Linked DNA regions of Mus musculus: regions 1 and 3 are each linked to region 2. The links are chromatin contacts, called in public HiChIP or PLAC-seq and promoter capture Hi-C maps. All regions are on one chromosome and are shown on one strand. The core of a region is the stretch at or near the end of the contact, and the rest is flanking DNA. Distances in the headings are between cores, read along the strand shown.

What was found. Promoter capture Hi-C pulls out the DNA fragments that hold promoters and counts their contacts. HiChIP or PLAC-seq counts read pairs in DNA pulled down with a chosen protein or histone mark.
Region 1: an H3K27ac HiChIP or PLAC-seq map of embryonic stem cells shows a contact between it and region 2, with 2.4 times the contacts expected there. The contact joins the promoter of Mien1 here to the promoter of Csf3 in region 2. A contact is called at or near these places in 4 of 39 promoter capture datasets (embryonic stem cells, hippocampal neurons, liver and 1 more), 2 of 115 datasets of contacts at active chromatin or transcription factors (embryonic stem cells and pancreatic cancer cells) and 1 of 9 other capture datasets (liver).
Region 3: a contact with region 2 is called in a promoter capture Hi-C map of liver, with 2.1 times the contacts expected there. The contact joins the promoter of Ppp1r1b here to the promoter of Csf3 in region 2. A contact is called at or near these places in 3 of 39 promoter capture datasets (cranial neural crest, hippocampal neurons and liver), 1 of 484 Hi-C or Micro-C datasets (embryonic stem cells), 2 of 115 datasets of contacts at active chromatin or transcription factors (double positive thymocytes and pancreatic cancer cells) and 1 of 9 other capture datasets (embryonic stem cells).

What each region holds. Positions count from the first base shown.
Region 1 is chr11:98,437,724-98,440,423 of GRCm38.p6, reverse strand. It overlaps Mien1 (migration and invasion enhancer 1), which reads left to right and starts at 1,436. Exons shown (of 4, transcript NM_025559.2): 1 at 1,436-1,566; 2 at 1,680-1,777; 3 at 2,111-2,187; 4 at 2,279-2,700. The coding sequence starts at 1,478. The coding sequence ends at 2,362.
Region 2 is chr11:98,699,968-98,702,667 of GRCm38.p6, reverse strand. It overlaps Csf3 (colony stimulating factor 3 (granulocyte)), which reads right to left and starts at 1,355. Exons shown (of 5, transcript NM_009971.1): 1 at 1,249-1,355; 2 at 992-1,164; 3 at 535-642; 4 at 142-288. The coding sequence starts at 1,288. It overlaps Gm38985 (a long non-coding RNA gene), which reads left to right and starts at 1,158. Exons shown (of 3, transcript XR_001780319.2): 1 at 1,158-1,231; 2 at 1,570-2,255.
Region 3 is chr11:98,347,068-98,349,767 of GRCm38.p6, reverse strand. Ppp1r1b (protein phosphatase 1, regulatory inhibitor subunit 1B) reads right to left here and starts at 1,362. Exons shown (of 7, transcript NM_144828.2): 1 at 594-1,362. The coding sequence starts at 674.

The sequences.
Region 1 (2,700 bases), core at 187-2,686, 260 kb after region 2:
AATATCATCAAAGAGACAGGCAACCAGTATTTGTGGTGGCTATGAAGAAACAACTCCTTGTGCCCTTTTGGTGGTGTAAAATGCTACAGCTGCTTAGAAAAAAAAAAACAAAAACAAAAAACAAAAACAAAAGCAGGTAGGCAATCCATAAAGAGTTAAATATAAATTTCTCGCAGCCCAGTAGTTTTAATTTTACTCTAAGGAACTTAAGAGAAATGGCAACACATCCATACAAAGGCATCTACAAGACATTTACTCAAAACAAACAACCCAAAGAAACCCAGATTAATGTTAATAGACAAATAATCTGTGCTTTTTCTATACAACAGAATGAAATAGTATTCATCAATAGAAAGGAACGCCTGGGACACAGCACTGGATGGAGGCTTGCTCTGATACAACAGAGCAAACGTCACATGCTGCAAGAGTCCATTTATGTGAAATGTCCAGAAAAGTTTAGAGAGCAGAGCAGCGATTGCTTGGGGCTGGAGTTGGAAGCTGCAAGCAAACAGGAAAGGCCTTCTTAGATCCATTGAAATATCCTATAACTAGATGGGATGACGTCAGAACTCAGCAAACACAGACCGACCCAACAATGAACAGTTTCAAGGGACACCAGAATGGGTGACTTGTTACGATACTGTAGTGGTGCTTCAGGGAAGGAAGAGACAGGGAGGACCCAGGCTGCAGTTCCAGAATTACAAACTGAGTTCAATGACACTAGCCCTCTAGCAAGAGGCAGGGATGAGGAGTGTGCATAAAGTGGGGGTCAGCACTTCAGAGTCAAAAGAACTAGAGTTCTGGGCTGATGAAGACGCTTGACCTGTAAGAGACAGACCTTTGAGACAGAATCTGATACTCTGAGTTCAATCCCTGGGACCCACATGATAAGATGGAGGAGGCCGAAAGTTGCTGTACTCTGACCTTCAAAAGCATGCTATGGCATGGCCCCCACCTCCAATACACACTCGTCCACAAATTAATAAATAAATGTAGTAAGTTTTAAAGATGCCCTCGCATGCATAAATTCACACTTATACACATATATACGTAATTAAAATATTCTTAAAAGTTAAAAAAAAAAGAACTCGAAAGAAAAGCAGTATGGTGTGGTTTCAAACGCTATCATCGTTCGAGAGGTAAATAGCAACACCAATCACAGACCATCAGCTACCTCGGCCGCCTGCCCCATTTTCTCTGTCTTTTGTAAATGGAAAATAGCTTTGTGATCACAGGCAGTTCGTTAGTAAGCAAATCCATGACTGTGAGCATTGGATGCCAATGAGCTCTCAGAACCCAGGATCAGTGCTGGTCCAGGATATTCGCTCTGCAGCTGGATCAAGATGTAGCAGTACCTGCTGACGGCAGAGGGCGCCCCGACGCAAAGCGAGGTCCGGACACGCCCACGGACACGCCCCCCACGTGACTTTGGCGTGGCGTCACACCCGGAAGCAGCCCTGCAGCGGAGCGGGCAGCAATGAGTGGGGAGCCAGCGCCGGTGTCCGTAGTGCCCCCTCCCGGGGAGGTGGAAGCAGGCAGTGGAGTCCACATCGTGGTGGAGTACTGGTAAGCCACTCGGGTTGAAAAGGAGCCTCTTGTGCTCGCCCGCAAGATGGGGGTGGATCCACGGGAGGCCCCACCCCCGGAACCCCAGCTCACTCCACGTCTCTTCTCCCCAGTAAACCCTGCGGCTTTGAGGCGACCTACCTGGAGCTGGCGAGCGCTGTGAAGGAGGAGTATCCGGGCATTGAGATTGAGTCGCGACTCGGGGGGACAGGTGAGGTCCGCAGAGCACCTGCTGAGTCAGTCCATGTGATAAAACTCCAGCTCTCCCTACATTCTAGAGCTGACATTGGCTGTTGTATATAAAGCCCCTAGTAGGGTCTGACACATAGCAAAAATGCCTACTGTGGGTTTGGAGTGAAGGAACTCTTAATGGCGTATTGGAAAGACGCACGGGTGAGGACTTTGGGGTTTGGGGCTGAATGGCTTCAGGATCGGTGTCTGCCGAGGCCATGAACAGTCTTGCTTGGACTCGAGGTGGTGCCAAGGACCTCCCTGAACTTCTGCCTGTTGTTCTTAGTTCGTTCTTGCATTTATTTCCTACCAGGGGCCTTCGAGATTGAGATCAATGGACAGCTGGTGTTCTCCAAGCTGGAGAATGGAGGGTTTCCTTATGAGAAAGACGTGAGTATTTAATGTACCTCGGGAGGGTGGCTGAGACGAGACACACCCTCCTCTCCTGTGCATGACACTCGCCCATGTCTCTGTCCGCTAGCTCATGGAAGCCATCCGAAGAGCCAGCAATGGAGAACCTGTAGAAAAGATCACCAACAGCCGGCCTCCCTGTGTCATCCTGTGACTAAGAAATGATTCTTGGAAGCTTGGTTCTGGGGTTTAAACCTTTCCTTGTGGTTACGCTAGGAATCCCTCTACCTTTAGCCCCTCACTTGGCCCTAGGTAACTAAGACCCTGACTTCACTTTGCCTCTTAGGGCACAAGGAGGGACTAGACATTTCTGTGGCCAAAGGCAGAAAAGAGATGTTCTCTGTGAACATCACCATCGCTCTCCCGGGATCTGTGCCCTCTGCAGTTTGGTCCTCTCCCCAGCGTGGCAATACCTTTCAGATGCCACGGTTGCTATAACTTATTTTCCCTGAATCCTGGGCAGTGTCGGCTCTTGGCAATAAAGAGTAATTA
Region 2 (2,700 bases), core at 106-2,605:
ACAGAGTCTGTCTGTCTCTCAGCCTGGAGGAAGCGGGGTAGGGGGCGAGGGGTGTCTTCCCAAAAAACAGGCCTCTGAAAATATAGAGAGCTTCCAGGGTGCCCAGGTGTGCTGCCATGACCCCCTCCAGATGGTACTCACCTGCTGCCAGATGGTGGTGGCAAAGTTGGCAACATCCAGCTGAAGCAAGTCCAAGGTGGGGGCCAGGGCAGGGGAAATACCCGATAGAGCCTGCAGGAGACCTTGGTAGAGGCAGAGCCCACTGTGGAGCTGGCTTAGGCACTGTGTCTGGGGAAGATAGCAGGGTTAGGCAGTACATCTTGGGATGCTTGCTCTCTTCAGGAGCCCAAATAGTAGGATGTAGTCCTTCCTTCTCCCCCTCCTCCTCCTTCTTCCCCTCCTTCTCCTCCCCCTCCTCCCCCTCTTCTTCCTCCTCCCCCTCCTCCTCCCCCTTCTCCCCCTCCTCTCCCTCTTTCTCCTCCTCCCCCTCCTCCCCCTTCTCCTCCTGGTCCTCCTTTTTCCGAAAATACTCACCTGCTGCAGGGCCTGGCTAGAGCAGCCACTCAGGGAAGCCTTCGGGATCCCCAGAGAGTGGCCCAGCAACACCAGCTCCTCGGGGTGACACAGCTTGTAGGTGGCACACTGTAGATGGAAGGATACTGAGGGTGCTCACCTGGGCCAGGCTCTTTGTCCAGCTCAGGTCCTCCTGGCTTCTCAGCTCCCTACCTTCCTAGTGACCCTAAGGACTGTCCCATCCAGAGGTCCCACTGCTGTCTCTACTCATTCTCTTTCCTGTGCCCTTCTCCCCCCATGTTCCCTTCCTCAATGTTTCTGTCAGTATTCTGAGGGTGCCATCTAGGCTCTTGTGCACACTGGGCAAACACTGTCAACTGCTGTGTGTTCCTAGTCTGCCCTCTTCTCATTTGTGCTCCTGCCTCCCCCGCTACCCCCCCCAAGTCCTTCCCTCCACACCTATGGCAACCCCACTCACCAACTGCTCCAGCAGCACCGAGCCGCTGGCCTGGATCTTCCTCACTTGCTCCAGGGACTTAAGCAGGAAGCTTCGGGGCAGAGGCAGGGATGGTGGCAGAGCGCTGACAGTGACCAGGGGAACGGCCTCTCGTCCTGACCATAGTGCACTTTGCCACAGCAGCAGCTGCAGGGCTAGGAGCAAACAGACGGGTCTGAGGCACTTGTTATCCGGCCTCTCTCCATTCCACACCCAGGGCAGGTAACCAGGGCACTCACCCATTAGCTTCATGCGCCTCTGGGCAGAAAGTTGAGCCATGGATTCTGGGTGATCTGGGCTGCAGCTCTGGGCTCTGCCAGGGCCCAGCTCCAGGGGGCCTTTATACATAAAGCCATCAAGGCCCCGGGAGGAAATTACCTGGGGCTGGGGCAACTCAGGCTTAGTAATAACTTCCCAGGATTTATGCAAATTTGATGATAGCTCAGGACAATGCAGGGGGTTGGGGAAAAGCTGTTTGCGAAAGTTTTTGTGAAATCGGGGAATCTCTGTTCCTTCCTTGACGTCTTGTCCCCCCCTCAAACTCTCTTCCTCTCTTCCAGCCACACCCAGGCCTGAATCGCTGCAGGGTGTTGGATCTGGATCCGAGTTGTCCAACAAGGCTGGTGAAACCCTGGAGGGGATAGCAAGGAACTCAGACCCTGGGGAAGAATGGGTGCTCAGATCAAGACTGCTTCTGTCTCTCCATCCTCTGGCAGACGTGCTTGGGGAGCCCCCTCTGCCCTTCATTTGTGATTCTCAAGTCACCTATACCTGGGACAAACATCCCGAGAGAAGAAAGAACCTGTCCTCTTTTCAGACCCATAAGCTTCCTGGTGGCTGCCTCCTGCTTTTCTGGGAGCCCTCCACAGCACCCTAGGTAGGGTCTTGCTGTCTACGCCTGCCCCACATTTGGATAAAAATAAATTGGTCCAGCATTCAGGCCGTTCTGTCCCAGGCTGATTAGCTGGGAACTCCCCAATACCCCCCATTATGACTCATTTCTTTAAGCCCCTGGATCCTGGCAGAGAGGCCAGAGGAAACCGGATGTCTGTCTTGAATGAATCAAGACCCTCTGGGGCTCCTGGCTCACCTGACCTTGCCTTTCTGCTTCCCTTGGCACATTACCTCGATGTCGTGGAGTCTGGGGCATCTGGAGGGCGTCGGAGGCTGGGTCATGGAGTGTCCCGACGATCTCTGCTCATTATGTAGCAGTGGTGTGAGCTGGCTTGAGTCGATGCATGCTGAGGTGAGAAAGGAGGAGCTGCATCTCCCATCCTAGAACTCTGCCCAGTGTTAGCTCTGAAAGAGACCTTGGTGATTTCACCTCTGTGAACTGGGCCAGAAAGGGAAATGCCTTGCCCAATCATGGGTAGTAGGGATGGAGGGACATCCCAGTCGCTCTCAGTCCCAACAGGGTATTACTACCTAAAAAGGAGGACGGCATTCCTTGTCTGACTGATGGCATCTCGATCTGGTACTTTCTGAACTATTTCACCCCCACCAAGGTGGGGCCAAGGAATATAGACATTTTTTGATGTTGAGGCATACCTGATGGGGTGGGGCCAACTCTGGGGCTAGGGTGCCCTCTGGTGGCCACAGATGTCATGGACATTAACTACATAGCCTCTGCTTGAGAGGACAGGCCAAGGGATTCCCATTCTGTTTGTTTATTTGTTTGTTTTTGTTTTTCA
Region 3 (2,700 bases), core at 113-2,612, 350 kb after region 2:
TGGCATCTCAGCAACAAGTGTCCTTGCTAGGTCGAGGAGAACAGACCTCTGCCTCCGACACTCTCCCTCACACCTTTGTAGGTCTCCCAACCCTCAAGGAAGAGATGTCAGCTCACTCCCTGGGGTTGCAGTTCCAGGTCTTGAGAGCAGAGAGTAGTCAGAATAACGTTCTGGGGACACCCCACCACCACCAACAACTAGGCCTATAGGGTGAGACTGTGGCCCTCTAGACCATGAGTGGTTGAAGTGACAGCCTCAGACGCCAGAGCTGTTTGTATCTGTCCATGGGATACCACCAGGGTGATGGGGTCTCTGCGGGGAATAAATGACTAGCCTAGCGGGGCTATATAAGAGCCAAAAGGGCAGTCCCGAGAACTGATTGATAGTCTCCGGACGCTCACTGCAGGAATTCTCCCGCCCAAGATAGGCTTAAAGGTCCGGAGAAAAGTTGCTAGGAGTCTCCGGCGAACTTCCAGTCCTGTGGGGCGCCCCATTGCAGTCCAGGCTGGATCCAACATGGGACGGGACGGACTGTGCTGGGGTGGGGGAATATGTGTTGGGGGTGATACGTGGATGGGGCGCGGCCCCCTTACCATCTCCACCTGTCGGGGGTCGAGCTGGCTCGGGGGCGCGGGCACAGAGAACTGAATCTTCTTGCGGTCCTTGGGGTCCATGGCGGGCGGCTGAGCGTTCTTGGGGTGTCTGGCTGAGCCCTGCTCGGCTGTCCGGAGCTGCGGGTGGCGCGTGCTGCGCGGAGGAGGAGGAGGAGCACTGTCCCCGCACCCAGGAAAATCCCGCGCTCCACGAGGAGAACGCGCGACGGTCGGGAGGACTGAACAGCGGGGCTCGCCTGCAGCGCCGGGCTCAGCGTCCCCAGGTCAGAGCTCAGGATCCCCGCGCCTTAGCTGCGCGCCACCGGTTTGGGGCGCGGGGCTCTGGCTGCCGGCCTGAGCTATCTCGGCGGGCTGCCCTCGGCCTTGCTCTACCAGCTTCTGTCTATCCCCCACTCTGCCTTCTTCCTCTCCGCGCCTCTGCCGCTACTGGCTGCACCCCACAGGTCCCAACCCTGGGGTCCCAGCCCGTCCTCTCTGCCAGGGACTGGCGCCCAGGCGTTTGGAGGGAGGGCTTAGGGGAAAGCGGCCAATGAGCATCGAGAAGCGTGTTCTCCCGGGCTGGGAGGAGGGTGCGGAGTGGGAGCCAGGGCTAGGGGAGCGGCCCGGGGGCCCCCTGCAGTATCCCCAGAACTCGGCGTTGTATTATTAATGAAGTCCAGCGGTGACGCTAAGGGGAGGGGGCAGGGGCAGCTGCAGCCGGGACTCTGGCTTTAACCTCTTCGCCCACCCCCCCTCGGGACGTGGACTTTTAAGGGAGGCCCGTGAGGTCGAGAAGAGAGTGCCAGCATGTCACGCTGTGAATGGGGGTGTCCTAGAAAGCGAGTGTGAGAGAGGTGTGCGTGGGAGGACACCTGTCAGTCATCATCGTGGTAGGGAGTATGTGCAAGTGAATGCTAGAGGCCTGGAGTGCTGTAGCTGGGGAGGGTGGGGGTCGGTGCGGTGTGAGCGTGTGAGTCTATGTAAGTGTGTCAGAGTGTCAAAGATGCGGGTGTGAGTGGCAGCGTGTGGGAGGACTGCGTGTGTGCGGGGGAGGGTGTGGGTGTGGAGGAGGATGTCAGAGACTGTCAAGGTGATGGGCAGGCGGGTGCCAGCTTGCGGGGGGGGGGGTGGTATGCAGGAGAGGGGCTTGAGGCTGTGAATGTGAGAGCAAATTCCGGGGGGGGGGGGGAATGAGTCCCTGCCACAATGTACCCAGCATTCACGTGTCTCTTGCCTTTTCTCCGCAGCTACTGGGGGAGGGGACAGAATCAGCCCAGGGGCAGGGTTGGGGGGCTGCCTTCCCCGTACACGTGCTATCACATGTGTGGGCTTGGTGCGTTGGGGAACAGAGCTGGGGGTGTGTGATCATTCTGAGGTGCCAGTCTCTTCTACAGAGGTGTGTGTGTGTGTGTGTGTGTGTGTGTGTGATGGAGAAGAGGGGCTACTTTGTGGGTTAAGTACCCTTGTTTATCTGTCCAAGCCCTTGAGTCTCTCCGCAGGAGCTGGCACTACCCTCTCTGAGGCTGGCGAGGACTGAGTGCCTCTCTGTAGTGCCCAGAAGGGGTGTGTGTGTGGACCTGTGCCTGTCTGTGCCCTCCTGGGGTTCTGTTTGTGTTGGCTGTCCTCTCTTCTGGTCACTCTTAGGCCAGGAACAGCAGGAGCCCTCCCCACCACACCCGTAACTCCACAGGCAACTTTTCCACTCCTAGCCGGGCACTCTGGCCCCAGGGGTAGACTGAGAGGCCAATGGAGTCTTATGGAAATGAGGTCAGGGGCATGCTGTTCTGCCCCAGACTCAGTGCCCTCTGGGGGAAGAGAGAGAGAGAGAGAGAGAGAGAGAGAGAGAGAGAGAGAGAGAGAGAGAGAGAGAGAGCGCATCAGGGGCCAAGCTTTGCTCTTGGGAATAGGATGTTCTGGTGGACAGGCTCCATGTCCTCCAGCCTAGGCCTGGCCACAGTTTGTTGACTTACATATTTTCTGGGGTGCTGTCCCTGGACATGGGCATCTCTGCCAGTTCCTAGCTTGGCCCAGGACCCCTCTTCCAGATGGGGTGTGGTGAGGAATGGCAAAACCCAGCCTGTTGTTATGTTGGGAGGATCAAGAGAGT